Linked DNA regions of Cricetulus griseus: region 1 is linked to region 2. Evidence: chromatin contacts called from public Micro-C data. All regions are on one chromosome and are shown on one strand. Each heading gives the region's core, a stretch centred on a gene start, on an enhancer-like site or on the middle of the called end of the contact. The rest is flanking DNA. Distances are from core to core; before and after follow the strand shown.

Region 1 (7,074 bases), core at 1,748-4,247, 55 kb before region 2:
CAGACTGGAGCGGATGTTTGTCTTGTTTTTGGTATGTGTGAGATTTTGTTTTTAGATATGTGTTCTGTGTTTTCCCAAAACCAAATGTGTTTTGGTTAGAAGTGTTCAGTATTTGGACAATAATTGTTCTATTATTTCATTATATTGATATTTATTGTAAAATCAATAAAAATTTCTTCTAAAAAAGGGATACAAAATGATATGTCTGTTTTCTCGTTTCATTGTAGTATAAGGCATATTTTTATATCTCATTGTCAATATAAGGTGTACTTTTATTGTAATTTAGTGTTTCATATTTCTGATAAAATACTTTTCTTTTTTTCTCTTTCTCTCTTTTTTTGACAGGGTTTCTCTATGTATCCTGGCTGTCCTGGAACTCACTCTGTAGACCAGGTGGGCCTCAAACTCAGAGGATTACCTGCCTCTGCTTCCAGAGTTTTGGGATTAAAGGTGTGTACCACCATACCTGGCCCTATTTATTTTTTTATATGTATGAGTGTTTTGCCTGCATGTATGTATAAGTACTACATGCATGCATGGTGTTCACTGAGGTCAGAAGAGGACATTGGATACCTTGACACTGGAGTTATAGACAGTTGTGAACCACCATATGGATACAAGAACTGATCCCAGATCCTCTGTAAGAATGCTCTTTTTTTTTTTTTAGGTTTTATTTATTTATTATGTATACAACATTCAGCTTCCATGTATATCTGCACACCAGAAGAGGGTACCAGATCTCATAACGGATGTTTGTGAGCTGGGAATTGAACTCAGGACCTCTGGAAGAGCAGTTGGTGCTCTTAACCTCTGAGCCATCTCTCCAGCCCCCGTAAGAATGCTCTTAAGCTGGGTGCTGGTGGGGCACTTTGATTCCCAACACTCAGGAGGCAGAGGCAGGTGTATCTATTGAGACCAGCCTGGTCTACAGAGCAAGTTCCAGGCCAGCCAGCCAGAGCTGTTACAAAGAAAAATCCCATCTCAAAAAAAAAAAAAAAAAAAAAAAAACAGTGCATTGGTGGTACACACCTTTTAATCTCAGTGAGTGGGAGGCAGAGGCAGGCAGATCTCCAAATTGGAGGCCAGTCTGAAACAAACAAAAATCCAGGTGTTCTTAACTGGCTGAGACATTTCTCTAGCAACTGACCTTGATCTCTCAATACTACTGTCTTAATTAGCCTGTCTCTAATATTGGGATCACAGGTGTGTGCTAACAACCCATTCAGTATTAGTCATTGAACCCCAGGTGTCATGCATACCCAGTTATGTCCCAGTTCGTTTGTTCTTTACATCTGGAGACAGTATCTAGCTGGGGCTAGCTTTAATTCATTCTGTAGCCCAGGCAGGCCTGGAACTTACAGTTCTCCTGCCTCAGCCTCCAGAGTAGTGGGGATTACAGACCTGTACCCTCAGACCTAGAATAAATGTTCTTTAATTAAATACCTGTTCTATAAAATAATTTGCTAAGTGTTTAAATCTTACCAATCTATAGTAACTTTTCCCAACATGTCACCATATCACCAATTGTGGCTATGCCATCAATTCGGTAAATGCAAAACAAATTGAGACCCAAAGGAGTGTAATTGACTCTATTTTCCTAGATGCATTTTAAATACTGTTAACAGAGATTTTAATCTCAATGTATGTGAAATACTGTGTTGATCACATTTCCAAAAGCTGTTACTGACCCAGCAAGATGGCTTAGTAGGAAAAGGAGCTGTCACCTCAGGTCTCCCATGGTGGAAGGACAGAACTGCATTCCACAGGTTTCCTCTGGCCTTTACTTGTGCGCCCACAAAATAAGTCCATAAAAAATAAACAATTCGATCAGGTGCAGCAGCCCTTACCTGTAGCTCCAGCTAATGAAGATGAAGCAAGACAACTGCTTGGCCCTATGAGTTTGAAGCCAGCCTGAGCTAAACACGATGGTGAGTCAGTTTATTGCTGATTGTTTTGTATTGGGAATCAAACCACTAGTATTAAAGGCAGAGGCACGTGGATCTGGAGCCTGGTCTTCATGGTAAGTACCAGGTCAGCCAGAGGTACATAGTGAGACCCTATCTCCAAAAATAAATAAGTTAGTAATCCCAATACTTGGAAGGCAGAGGCAAGTTGAACCCTCTAAGTCTGAGGCCAACATGATCTCCACAGTGAAACCCTGTTTTCAATAAACAAAACAAACCTAAGGCCTTGAACATGCTAGGAAAGTGCTCTACCACTGAGCCACAGCTATAGCCTTTGTGGTTAGTTCCTTTTCATGAAATATGATCTACAGCTGGGCATGCCTATAATTCCAGCACTCTGGAGGCTGAGGTAGGAGAATCGGGGGTTCAAAGGTCTGTCCACTACCACATAACAGAATTCAAGTCTTGACAGGGCTACGTAAGACCCTGTTTCACAAAACCAACACCCTGTCCCCTTAAAACGTGGTTCCTAGTGTTTTCTTAATGTGTAATGTGTGAGATGAAAAAGGGAAATGGAAAATTTAGGTGCCAGTTTCCTTATTTATATTTATTTTGTGCTGGAGCTTGAACCGGTCCGCTCTACCAACTGGCTACGCCTTCCAGCCCCAAGTTTCTTACACGAACTGTTGAGTCAATACTTCTCGAGTACGTAACGAATTCGAGGCATTAGTAACAATCCTTTGCATTTCCTAGAGAAGGGGCTAGGACTTGCCCTGGAATCCTCCTTTGATGTACATTTCCCAATTACGTCAGAATTTCCTGACGGCCATCCTGGCTTGTGAGCCTTTTCTGCTTGAGTGGTGCAATAAAATAAAATAATAAAACAAAAAAAGCACTGGCAAGCTTCCAACCTCTTGCCTCAGGATCTTCTTAGAAGCACTTAGGAGGCGTGGGACCACAGCCGCTGGACGCCAAACGCTCCCTGACGCAGCGCGCCTGCGTATCGGAGCCCCTTTGTTGCTCAGGCGCTGGGGTCGGGCTGCGCCTGCGTGTTGAGTCCACAAGAACAAGTGCGCTGCGCCGAGGGCACCGGCTGGGGGCGAGCAGACCTCGAGCAGCCGCCGGCGCCGCAGCCGTTGCTACCACCGCAGCGCAGTGGGGTTCAGAGGCCCAGAAGGTGGTGACTGAGGATGTCGTCCACCGCGGCTTTTTGCCTTCTCTCTACCCTAGGAGGGTATTTGGTCACGTCGTTCTTGTTGCTTAAATACCCAACGCTGTTGCACCAGAAAAAGAAGCAGCGATTCCTCAGTAGGCACATCTCTCACCGCGGAGGTGAGAGGGGTCCCCAGAATCGGATGGCGGAGATGGGGGTGGCCTCCTAGCAGAAGGTAGAGGAGGGTGGGCATGCTGGAGAGGCTGAGGAAGAATGGGCTCCAGTGACTGGAGGGCTTCGTCTGGTGAGTCGTCCCGAGGGGAGGAAAGGAAAGAGGTCTCGTGTCCCACTCCTGGTGGGCGTCTCTGGGGAGGAATGGTGGCAGGGCTTCTGTGAGGAGGGGAAGCGCAGGATGAGAGCGAGAAGTGGGGCGTTTCTCAGCCGCTGGAAGGATGATCCGGAGGACCCTTCTTGGGAGCCAGGCACAAAGCCGATGCAGATCCAGGAGACACCCGCAGGGGGAACCAGGGACAGACTGCTGGGGACAAGCTGGTGGCTGAGTCCATGGGGAAGAGCTTGGGCACAGGCAGGGCTGAGGACCCGCGAGTCACCTGGAGCGAGCTGAGGAGTCTGCGATGCCTAGTGACCTGGCCCACCCTCCAGGCATTTGTAATTGAGCTCTGGAGAGAAGTGTCTCCAAACTAGGGACGTTTTCCAAGGTCACAGGGCTTGGACTGAAGTGAGACAGGGAACTTGGAGGGTTCTGGTTCCGAGGACTCCAAGGCTAGTACCTGGTTTTTGTAGTTTTTTTTTTTTTTTTTTTTTTTGTCTTTCACAGCAGCATTTATCCCAGCAATGGTTCGTGGGTTTCTAAAAGACTAAAACATGATTTCGTTTATTGGTATTATTTTTTAAAGATGGTAATGTTCTCTTGTAAAAGTATATTGCTGTAAGGATCAAGGGGCATTCACTCTGATTTCCTACAACAGGCCACGTCTTTGCTTCTTCATTACTGTTTAATAATGTGACTTCATTACATCTTAATCATAATGTATAATTGTTTCAATCACTTTTAATTTTTTTTCTGGGATGAATGCGACACTAGGTTAAAGTGGCTTGAAATGGAGCCAGTTTTGGTAGCCCATGCCTTTAAATCCCAGCACTCGGGAGGCAGATGCAGGCAGATCTCTGAGTTCGAGGCCATCTGAAGTAAAGTTAAGATTAGCTGGAGTGAGTTCCTTTGACAGCCAGAGATGCACAAAGAAACCCTGTCTCAAAAAAAAAAAAAAAAGAAAGAAAAGAAAAGAAAAAAGGAAATCGCTTGACATGTACAGTTTAAATGGTAAATTCTATAGTCTAAAATTTGTTGTTGTACCATAATGTTTTTTTTTTTGTTTTTTTTTTTTTTTTCTTTTAGATTTTTCAAAGATGGGGTCTTGCTATGGAGTGCCTGCAAGTCCCTCTGTATACCAAGCTGGTCTGGCACTCTGCCTCTGCCTTCCCAGTGCTGGGGGTAAAGGTGTGCTGGGACCATAACTTCTATTAAGACAAATATGTCATAGAAATACATTATCACTCTTTTGTATAATTTTATCAGTTAAACACAGTTTCCCACTTTTGTTTGTTTGTTCTACAAGACAGGGTTTTTCTGTATAGCCCTGACTGTCCTGGAACTAGCTCTGTAGAACAGGCTGGCCTTGAACTCAGCCTTTCTGCCTCTTCCTCCCAAGTGCTGGTATTAAATGAGCTGTCATGTCCAGCTGCTGGTGGTGGTGGTTTTTTTTTTTTTTTTTTTTTTTTTTTGAGACAGGGTTTCTCTGTGTAGCTTTGTGAGCCTATCCTGGCACTCGCTCTGGAGACCAGCCTGGCCTCGAACTCAGAGATCTGCTGCCTCTGCTGCCCGAGTGCTGGGATTTAAAGGTGTGCACCACCAACGCCCGGCAGTGGTGGTGTTTTAATGTGTCTCTGTATGGGTGTATGGTGTGTTTTCGTGTGAGTGTAGGCATATACATACTAGAGTTCGTGTGTGGAGGTCAGAAGACAATATCAGATATTGGTTCTTGTCTTTACCTTGTTTGAAATGGAGCTTCTTGCTGGACTCACCAGTAAACTTGAGTTGGGGGTTGGAACTTCTCCTGCCTGGCCTTCCATCTACCAGTAAGGGCACAGTTCTACTGCTTCTGGCTTATGCATGGGTTCTGGGTTCTACTGTTTCTGGCTTGTGCATGGGTTCTGGGTTCTACTGTTTCTGGCTTGTGCATGGGTTCTGGGGATCTGAAGCAAATGATTTACCTACTGTGCTATCTATCCAGTCCAGTCTTGCCTTTTCTGTTGTTTGTTAAATAGTCTTACTGTATAGCTCAGGCTGGCTTTGAACAGAATGGCCTTGAATTTAAGATAGTCCTGCTTCAGCTTCCTGAGTGCTGGCATCACAGGTATTTGTCATCACCAATCTTCCTATTGAAGATTATTCTTTTGGTCTGAAACTTGTTGTCATAGTTTTTCCTTGGTTTTATAAACAACACAGTAGCACATTATATGTTATATATATGAGGATGTTAATGATAATATAATGGTGGTCAAACAAAAACTATAAGAAAAGTAAACGTTGATTCATATACAATATATCCCTCTGACCTGGGCAGTAGTGGTGCATTTTTTAATCCCAGCACTTGGGAAGCAGAGGCAGGTGGATCTCAGTGAGTTCGAGGTCAGCCTGGTCTCCACAGTAAGTTCCAGGACAGCCATGGCTGTTACACAAAGAAATTCTGTCTCGAAAAACAAAAACCAAAAAACATCTATCTGAAAGATTATAGAAGGAGCTGGACCAATATTATTTCCTTCATAGCATCACAGGCAGGGTAATGGGCACAGGTACCTGCTGCCAGGCCTGGCAACCTGAGTTCAATCTGAGGGACCCCACATGGTTGGAGAGGAGACATGACTCCCTCAATTTGTCTGACTTCCATGCATATGTGTGCACACGCATAAAATAAATAAATGTTAAAAAAATCTTCTGTAGGGGATGGAGAGATGGCTCAGCAGTTAAGAGTACTGACTGCTTTTCTAGAGGACCTGGGTTCAATTCCCAGCACCCACATGGCATCTCACAACTATCTGTAACTCCAGTTCCAGGGGATCTCACACCTTCACACCAATGCACATTGAAAAAAAAAAACACTTTTTTTTTTAAAGTTAAAAAAAATCTTATGTGAGGATGCAAATTGCAATGTTTTCTTATCTTATCCTATCAAGATCAAAAGTAATTAGGGAGCACTACATAAAGGAGGGAAAATTAATATGAACTGAGAACACAGGGGGCTGGGAGATCACTATGTAAGAGGACATGAGTTTGACTCCCAGAACCTGTGTAAAAGAAGCTGGGTGCAGTGGTATGTACATGTATTCCCAGTGCCGGAGAGGTGGAGACAGGTCCCTTAGGCTCCAGTCAGTTAGCATACTCTATGTGGTGAGTGTTGTGGGATATTTTGACTCTGACACTCCACAGACTGGCAATAAAGTTTACTTTGAATTAGAGGGCAGAGCTAGCTACTAGCTGGCCAAAGTAGCCATAGAGATTTGGAGCGCTGAGGACAGATAGAGAGACATAGTAAGAAGTAGGGAGGGGCTTCGAAAGATTCTTGGTCCTTTTAGATCCAGGAAGGAGAGAGAGAGGAGGTTCCTGGTCGCTTTTCTGCCATTTCTCTGATCAGTTTCTTACCCTGATATCTGACTCCCGAGTTTTTATTGATAAAGAATAATTAGATAAATTGTTCATCTGGTTCCCCACTTTGGGTGCCATATGTAGTTGTGTTTTTCTCATCAGGACTGCCAACCTCTTCTTAGTACAGCACGTTCAACTTGCTCCGAGTCTGTTAGCGAAATCTGTGCACCTAGATTTCTCCTTCTCTTCCTCTCTCTCCCTGGAAATCCTGCCTATCCTCTCCTGCCTAGATATTGGCCATTCAACTCTTTATATTACACCAATCCAGCAATTTATATTACAGTAATACACAA
Region 2 (7,590 bases), core at 39-2,538:
GTCGAGGCTCTATGAAACTGTCCTGCGCCTCTTGGACCTGGCAAGGTGCTGGCAGAGCAGAGGACAAGGTTAAGTTTAGGGGAATTTTTTTTTTCTTAGGTTCTGGTAATTGAAAGAGGGCAGTGTCAAGACCAGGGGAAAGTGGGGAGGCTTAGGTTGTTTAGATCCTGGTAATTAGGGGTGCATCTGACCTGTTCCAGGTGAATCCGAGTTGACTCCCGGGAAATTACAAGAATTCTTTGAGTTTGTGAAAAGATACGTTTTGGACACATTAGCATTCCCACTGTTTGTAATCTGTGCTGAAATCCACATTGCAGAAAAGGTGGTCTACTCACATAGCAGTGGTATTCTGCTGGGTTAATAGCTTGTCATGATTTTATCAATTTATGTTAAGACTATGAACTTTTGGAGTCTTAATACAACTATAGAGATCTAGGTGGTGGCTCTTGCCTTTAATCCCAGCACTTGGGAGGCAGAGGCAGGTGAATCTCTGAGTTCAAGATCAGCCTGGTCTACAAGAGCTAGTTCCAGGACAGCCTCCAAAGCTACACAGAGAAACCCTGTCTCAATATATATATAGAGAGAGACAATATACATATATATATATATATATATATATATATATATATATAGAGAGAGAGAGAGAGAGAGAGAGAGAGAATGTCTCTACAAACAAGCAAACAAACAATCATTATATTTTTGCCAGGTGTGCTAGCATATGCCTGTCATTTCTGCACTACTGAAGGCTAAGGCAGAAGAATAATAAATTTGAGACTAACCTGAGCTATGTAGTGATCACTAGGTTAGTGCAGCCTTCACTACATTGTATAATGTTGTCTATAAACAAATAAACTGTCTGGAATTATATGCTAAGTGAATTAAGTTTCAATGAACCAATAAATTAATTCTTTGTATATCTAAAAAAATACCCCAGGCAAGGTCAGGAACTTTTGTCGAAACATGATAGTTTTTTAGATTTATTCATTCTATTTGTATTAGTGTTTTTCCTCATGTATATAAGTGTACCATGTGAGTTCCTGGTATTCAAAGAGGTCAGAAGAGGGCATCAGATCCCCTGGAACCAGAGTTGTGAGTTGCCATGGGGGTGCTGCAAACTGAACCCAAGTTCTCCACAATAGCAACAAGTGTTCTTAACCACTGAGCCATCTCTCTAGCCCCAGTTGTTACTGTTTAACTAGGAACCTTGGAAAGAGATATTCACATCAGTACTTAGAGCAAGGTAGAGAGAGACCCACTGGGGTTTGGTTTTTGCTTAACTTTAAAGGCTGTAATCGTTAAACCAGAGCAAAGCCACTCCTGTACTGGCCGGAAATCTAACCTCTCATCACCAAATATGGAGTCCATGCCTAGAACACCTCTGGATCTTACAGAACACTCCCCTATGGCATAATATTTTTGTTTCAGGAGTTCTCTCACCTTTCTTTCTTTTTTTGGGAGGGTGGGATGGGGAGAAATTCGAGACAGGGTTTCTTTGTGTAGCCTTGGCTATCATGACCTCAAGCTCAGAGATCTGTCTGCCTCTACTTCCCAAGTGCTGGGATTAAAGGTGAGCACCACCACAACCACCGCCTGGCTATATTAATTAGTTATAATTTTGTTGAGGCAAGGTCTCATATAGCCCATGCTTATCTGTGAACTCCTAACCCTCCTCCCAGTACCACCCTGTAAAGTGATGGGACAACAGTAATATACCACCATGCCCACTAACCTGAATTTTTGCTTTCCTCTTTTCTTCCTCAGAGCTTCTAACCCAATATGAAGCATTGGCCTGTTATTGTTTTAATTGCCTGATATCCTTGCCATTTTATAGTCTTGTTAGTGTGATTAATTAACTGGAACCCAGAGTAAATGAGGTCCCAGTACCATTCTGAGTTTGTCACTTCTTCCTATGATGAATTGTTCCATGATGCTGATGTTGTAATTTTAAAAATGGCCAGGAAGAAGTCACACCATACAACTGGGCTCACATGGGAGGTTTATTGGAAGAGGAGAGAGAAGGAGGGCAGAAAAGGGAACAGAGAGAAGGGAGTGGAGATCGGTCTCTGGGGACGAGTAACAGAAAAGAAAGGGGGGAGGGACAAGGCCAGCCTTTTATAAGGGAACATAGGGAATGTGCACAGGGGGGCTTGCTCTTAGTGGCTGTAGCTGAGGTGCATCCCGACAGGGCAGGGCAGTACAGATGGCTGAATACTAACAGCTGAACCTTGGCCATTTTCCCTTAAAGACTAAAGTTTCTGTCCTGCCAGGTCTCGCCATCCTTCAGCCCCAAATAAGCACACAGAGACATATTAATTATTAAACTGCTGGCCAATAGCTAGTGCTTCTTACTGGCTAGCGCTCGTTTTGTTTTGTTTTGTTTTGTTTTTCAAGACAGGGTTTCTCTGTGTAGCTTTGGAGCCTATCCTGCCACAAGCTCTGGAGACCAGGCTGGCCTCGAACTCACAGAGATTCGCCTGCCTCTGCCTCCCCGAGTGCTGGGATTAAAGGTGTGTGTCATCACCACCTGGCTGACTAGATCTCTCTTAATTATTAACCCATAACTACTTATCTATGTATTTCTACCTGGCCTTATCTTATCAGAGAATACCTGGTGCATCCTATCTTCTTGGCCTCTACATGGCCTCCCTCTGCCTTCTCATCTGGTAGCCCCGCCTACGATTCCTGGATGGCTATTGGCCAATCAGTGTTTTATTCATCAACCAATAAGAGAAACATATACAGAAGGACTTCCCCCATCATTCCCTGAAATGTGTGGTATAGTCACATATTGTACTGCTTTTTAATGATTTTAAATACATCAGCAGATCTATTTTTTTGTTTTTCAAGACAGGGTTTCTCTGTAGCTTTGGAGCCTGTTCTGGAACTCACTCTGTAGACCAGGCTAGCCTCGAACTCAGAGATCTTTCTGCCACTGCCTCCAAGTACTGGGATCAAAGGCATGTACCACCACTGCCTGGCTGCATCAGCAGATCTCTTGAGCACAGGCTTGTAGTTCTAGTGTTTAGGAGGCAAGTGCAGGAAGGTTTGCAAGTTCAAGGCCAGCATGAGCTCTATAGAGAACTTACACACACACACACACACACACACACACACACACACACACACACACACACACACACTTTTTTTTTTTTGTAAAAAAATAACTACTGGTTACTTTTTTGGTTTTGCTACAAAAAAATACCTGCTAGGGGCCTGCATGGTAGCTCAGCAGATAAAGGCACCTGTCTGTTGCCAACACTGACAATAGGAGCTCAATCATGGAGACACACATGGTGGAAGGAGAAAACCAATTCCTGAAAGTTGTCCTCTGACCTCCATGCACAGACAATATTAATAAATGTAATAAAATATTTTGTTGTTGTTTTGTTTGATTTTAAAATAGGGTATCTCTGTGTAGCTTTGGAGCCTGTCCTGGAACTCGCTCTGTAGACCAGGCTGGACTTGAATTCACAGAGATCCACCTGCCTCTGCCTCCCGAGTGCTGGGACTAAAGGGTGCAGCACCAACGCCTGGCAAATGTTTTTTAAAGTATCTGGTAAAAGTGAGAGGAAAGAAGGTCTTGTTTGGGCTCTGAGTTTGAGGGTGCATTGGCAATGGGGACATGGCAGCAGGAATGAAGGTAGTTGGTCTCATTGTATCCACAGTCAGGAAACAGGTTGGGGAATTCTTCTGCTTGATTCACCTTCTGTGTTTCATTCAGTCCAGGGCACCATCTCACAGGCTAGAACAACACATTCAGGGTAAATTTTCCTACCCTAATAAACGGAATCCAGATAATCTCCACACACGCCCAGCAGCTTATCTCTGGGAGATCCTATCAAGACAACAGCTTTAACCATCACACTAGCAGAAGCAACAGCTTTCAGGATTCAGTTCTCCTCTTGCAATGTAGTTCAGAGGTCAACTCAGGTCATCTGACTTGGCAGCCAGCACCTCTATTGGCTGAGCCACCTTGCCACTCCAAGGTTGCTAGATTGTGGGTTTCCATGTGTCTGCTATAGGAAATCTGTGTTGTCTTCACCTTTGATCTGGCAGAGGTCATGACCTACCTCCTTCTAGAGAAATCTAGGCAGAAGTGATTGGGGTACCACTGGAGCAGGAGTTTTAAGAGGGACTGCTCATGGTATTCTCTCTCATTAGTTGTTTCTTTTCTGTGCCGAGAAACTAGATATACCAGATAGCAGTTGTTCTGTCACTGTCATAGCCAACCTCCTATAAAGTTGAAGGCTACAAAGGTTCATTGCCCACAGTGTAGAAAGCCATCTCACACCCATCACAAGGAGATTTGAAACGCTGATATCTGTGGTTTGTGGGTGTGGCAGTGCAAAGTGAACAGATCTGGAGTTGTGTGGAGCTGAGTTGGTGTGAAAGAATGAGGAACTTGCTTACCTTCTTTGAGAGGAAATGGCCCAGGAGCCTACATTCCCTAAGTCACTTGAAAGCTCTCGAACAATTTAATTTTTGTTTAAAAATATTTTTTAAAAAACCATATTGTTATAAACTATAGATAGCTTAATTTTTTAAAAGTTTCCTTCAATTGAAACTTCTTTTAGGAACCCACTAGTCTGGGGGTAAGAGAAAATTTCACACACACACCACACACACACACACACACACACACACACACACACACACACACACACACAACTTTTATTATACTGATCTTATGAGGAAATTGGTCTTACCATTTCTACCATTTCCATCTTCCCTCAACTAAATGATTATTAAGTATGTGATAGATGCTCCTTAAAATTTCAAGTAGAGGGCTGGAGAGATGGCTCAGAGGTTAAGAGCACTGACTGCTCTTCCAGTTCAATTCCCAGCAGCCACATGGTGGCTCACAACCATCCATTATGAGATCTGGTGCCCTCTTCTGGTGTGCAGATATACATGGAAGCAGAATGTTGTATACATAATAAATAAATAAAATCTTTAAAAAAATTTCAAGTAGAGGGGCTGGAGAGATGGCTCAGTGGTTAAGAGAGCATTGGCTAGGGGCTAGAGAGATGCCTCAGTCGTTAAGAACACTAGCTGGGCATGCCTTTAATCCCAGCACCCAGGAGGCAGAGGCAGGAGGATCTCTGTGAGTTTGAGGCCAGCCTGGTCTACAGAGTGAGTTCCTCCAAAGAAATACAGAGAAACCCTGTCTAAAAAGAAAGAAGAGAAAAGAAGAGAGAGAAAAAAGAAAAAGAGAAAAAGAACACTAGCTGGTCTTCCAGAGGTCCTGAGTTCAATTCCCAGCAACCACATGGTGGCCCTCAACCATCTGTAATGAGATCTGGTGCCCTCTTCTGGTGTGCAAGCATACATGCAGACAAAACACTGTATGCTTAATAAATAAATAAAAATAACACAGCACTGGCTGCTCTTCAGGAAGAGCAGGGTTCAATTTCCAGCTCACAGTAGCTTACAACTGTCTGTGACTCCAATGCCAGGGGATCCAACACCCTGTTTGATCTCTGTGGGTGTGCACATGGTACACAGACATATATTTAAGTAAACACTTACATACGTAAAATAAAAATGAATAAAATCTAAATAGGCAGATAATAGAAAAAACAAAAAATTCAATAGTGCAGTGTGCATTCACATACAAATGAACATGCATACACACATACATACCACATACACAGAAAAAAATTGTAGTGCTGCAGTTCCTAAATTTGTTTAGAGAAGATGAGCATGGGTCCTGTGCACTAGGATAAGGATAACACACAATTTCATGCAGTACTACTGCCCTTAGTCACTGTTCTGTTGCTGTGAAGAGACCCCATGATACCAAGGCAACTCACAAGGCTCACTTTCAGTTTCAGCCCGTGAGTTGCATGACCATTATGGTAGAGAGAATGAACATAGGAAGGCAGGCATGACCGTGGAGCATATCTTAGAGCACATCTGATCACAAGAGAGAGAGACTGGGCCTGGCATGGGATTTTGAAACCTCAAAGCCCACCGACAATGACACACCTACTCCAAGGCCACACCTCCTAATCCTCCCTAAATAGTCTGTCAACTGGTGATCAAACATTCAAATATATGAGCCTATAGGAGCCCTTCTCATTCAAACCACCACAACTACATACTGTTTCTGTTGTTGTTTTCTTTCTTCTTGCCTTCCTTCTCTCTCTCTCTCTCTCTCTCTCTCTCTCTCTCTCTCTCTCTCTGTTTTTGAGACAGAGTTTCTTTTTGTAAACTTGGCTGTCCTGGAACTCACTTTGTAGACCAGGCTGTCCTGGAACTCAGAGATCAGCTGCTTCTTCCCACCAAGTGCTGGGATTAAAGGCATGTGCCACCACCACCAGCTTGATTTACTTATTTATTTATTGGGTTTTTGTGTTTTGTTTTGTTTTGTTTTTTGTTTGTTTGTTTGTTTTCAAGACAGGGTTTCTCTGTGTAGCTTTGGAGCCTATCCTGGCACTCACTCTGGAGACCAGGCTGGCCTCGAACTCACAGAGATCCGCCTGCCTCTGCCTCCCGAGTGCTGGGATTAAAGGCGTGCGCCACCAATGCCTGGCTTTTGGGGTTTTTTTGAGACAGGGTTTCTCTGTGGCTTTAGAGGCTGTCCTGGCACTAGCTCTGTCTGCCTCTGCCTTGCCTCCTGAGTGCTGGGATTTAAAGGCATGCTCCTCCACCACCCTGATTGTTTTATTTTTTTAAAGACTCAAGTTATAGAGACTGAGCAAGGTTATAAATCCAATTCTGCTCAGATTGGCCCAGGTCTGCCTGACATTGGCCAACCCAGTAAGCCAGTGGGTAAACCATCACTAAGTAACCACTGTACTCACCCTTCCACGTGGCCTAGAAGAAGCCTAGAAGCCTGCTGTGGAATAATCCTTCTGTACACTGTGAAGATGTGTTGCTCTCATTGTTAATAAAAAGCTGATTGACAAGATTTTGGGGGTAGAGAGAATGCTGGGAGGAAGAAAGGTGGAGTCTCAGGAGTCAGGAGGAGGCACCATGAGATGCAGAGTAAGCAGGATGAGGTAAAAGAGCCTGAGGCAGCACATAGATGAATAGAAATGGGTTAATTTACGTTACAAGAGCTAACTAAAAACAAACCTAAGCTATTGGCTGAACATTTATAATTAATATTAAGTCTCTGTGTGGTTATTTAGGAGCTAGCCCGTCGTCCCAATGAAAAACTCCCCCTACAGAAGCCAATAGTTTTTTTTAAAAAAAGATTTTATTTATTATGTATACAGTGTTCTGCCTGCATGTATGCCTACAGGCCAGAAGAGGGCGCCAGATCTCATCACAGATGGTTGTGAGCCATCTGTGATTGCTGGGATTTGAACTCAGGATATCTGGAAGAACAGTCAGTGCTCTTAACCGCTGAAACAACTCTGCAGCCCAATCCAATGTGTTTCATAGGTTTTCTGTTTTGAGATTTTGAGACAAGGTCCCACCTTGCGTTTTAGGCTGGCCTCAAACTCATGATCTTCCTGCCTCAGCCTCCCCAGTGCCGGGGTTACTAGCATGTGCTACCATGCCAGGCAGACAGTAGGTTCAAATCCTTAGACAAGGGAGAGGCATCAAATATGGCTACTTCAGCCTTCCTAGAGACCAAGA

What was found. A called contact is a pair of places that touch in the nucleus more often than the background predicts.
Region 1: a Micro-C map of the CHO-K1 cell line shows a contact between it and region 2, with 2.8 times the contacts expected there. The contact joins the promoter of Gdpd1 here to the enhancer-like site in region 2. A contact is called at or near these places in 2 of 8 Hi-C or Micro-C datasets (the CHK-Q cell line and the CHO-K1 cell line).

Annotation. Positions count from the first base shown.
Region 1 is chr7:100,302,875-100,309,948 of CriGri-PICRH-1.0, reverse strand. Gdpd1 (lysophospholipase D GDPD1) reads left to right here and starts at 2,997. Exons shown (of 10, transcript XM_027426348.2): 1 at 2,997-3,236. The coding sequence starts at 3,095. It overlaps Smg8 (protein SMG8), which reads left to right. Exons shown (of 5, transcript XR_003487239.2): 4 at 1-31; 5 at 346-405.
Region 2 is chr7:100,245,184-100,252,773 of CriGri-PICRH-1.0, reverse strand. No RefSeq gene overlaps it. Among named protein-coding and RNA genes, the nearest start is that of Ypel2, 22 kb to the right of the region's middle. Within about 2 kb of position 1,288, at least 1 of the 6 cell types and tissues checked has open chromatin away from gene starts, as enhancers often do.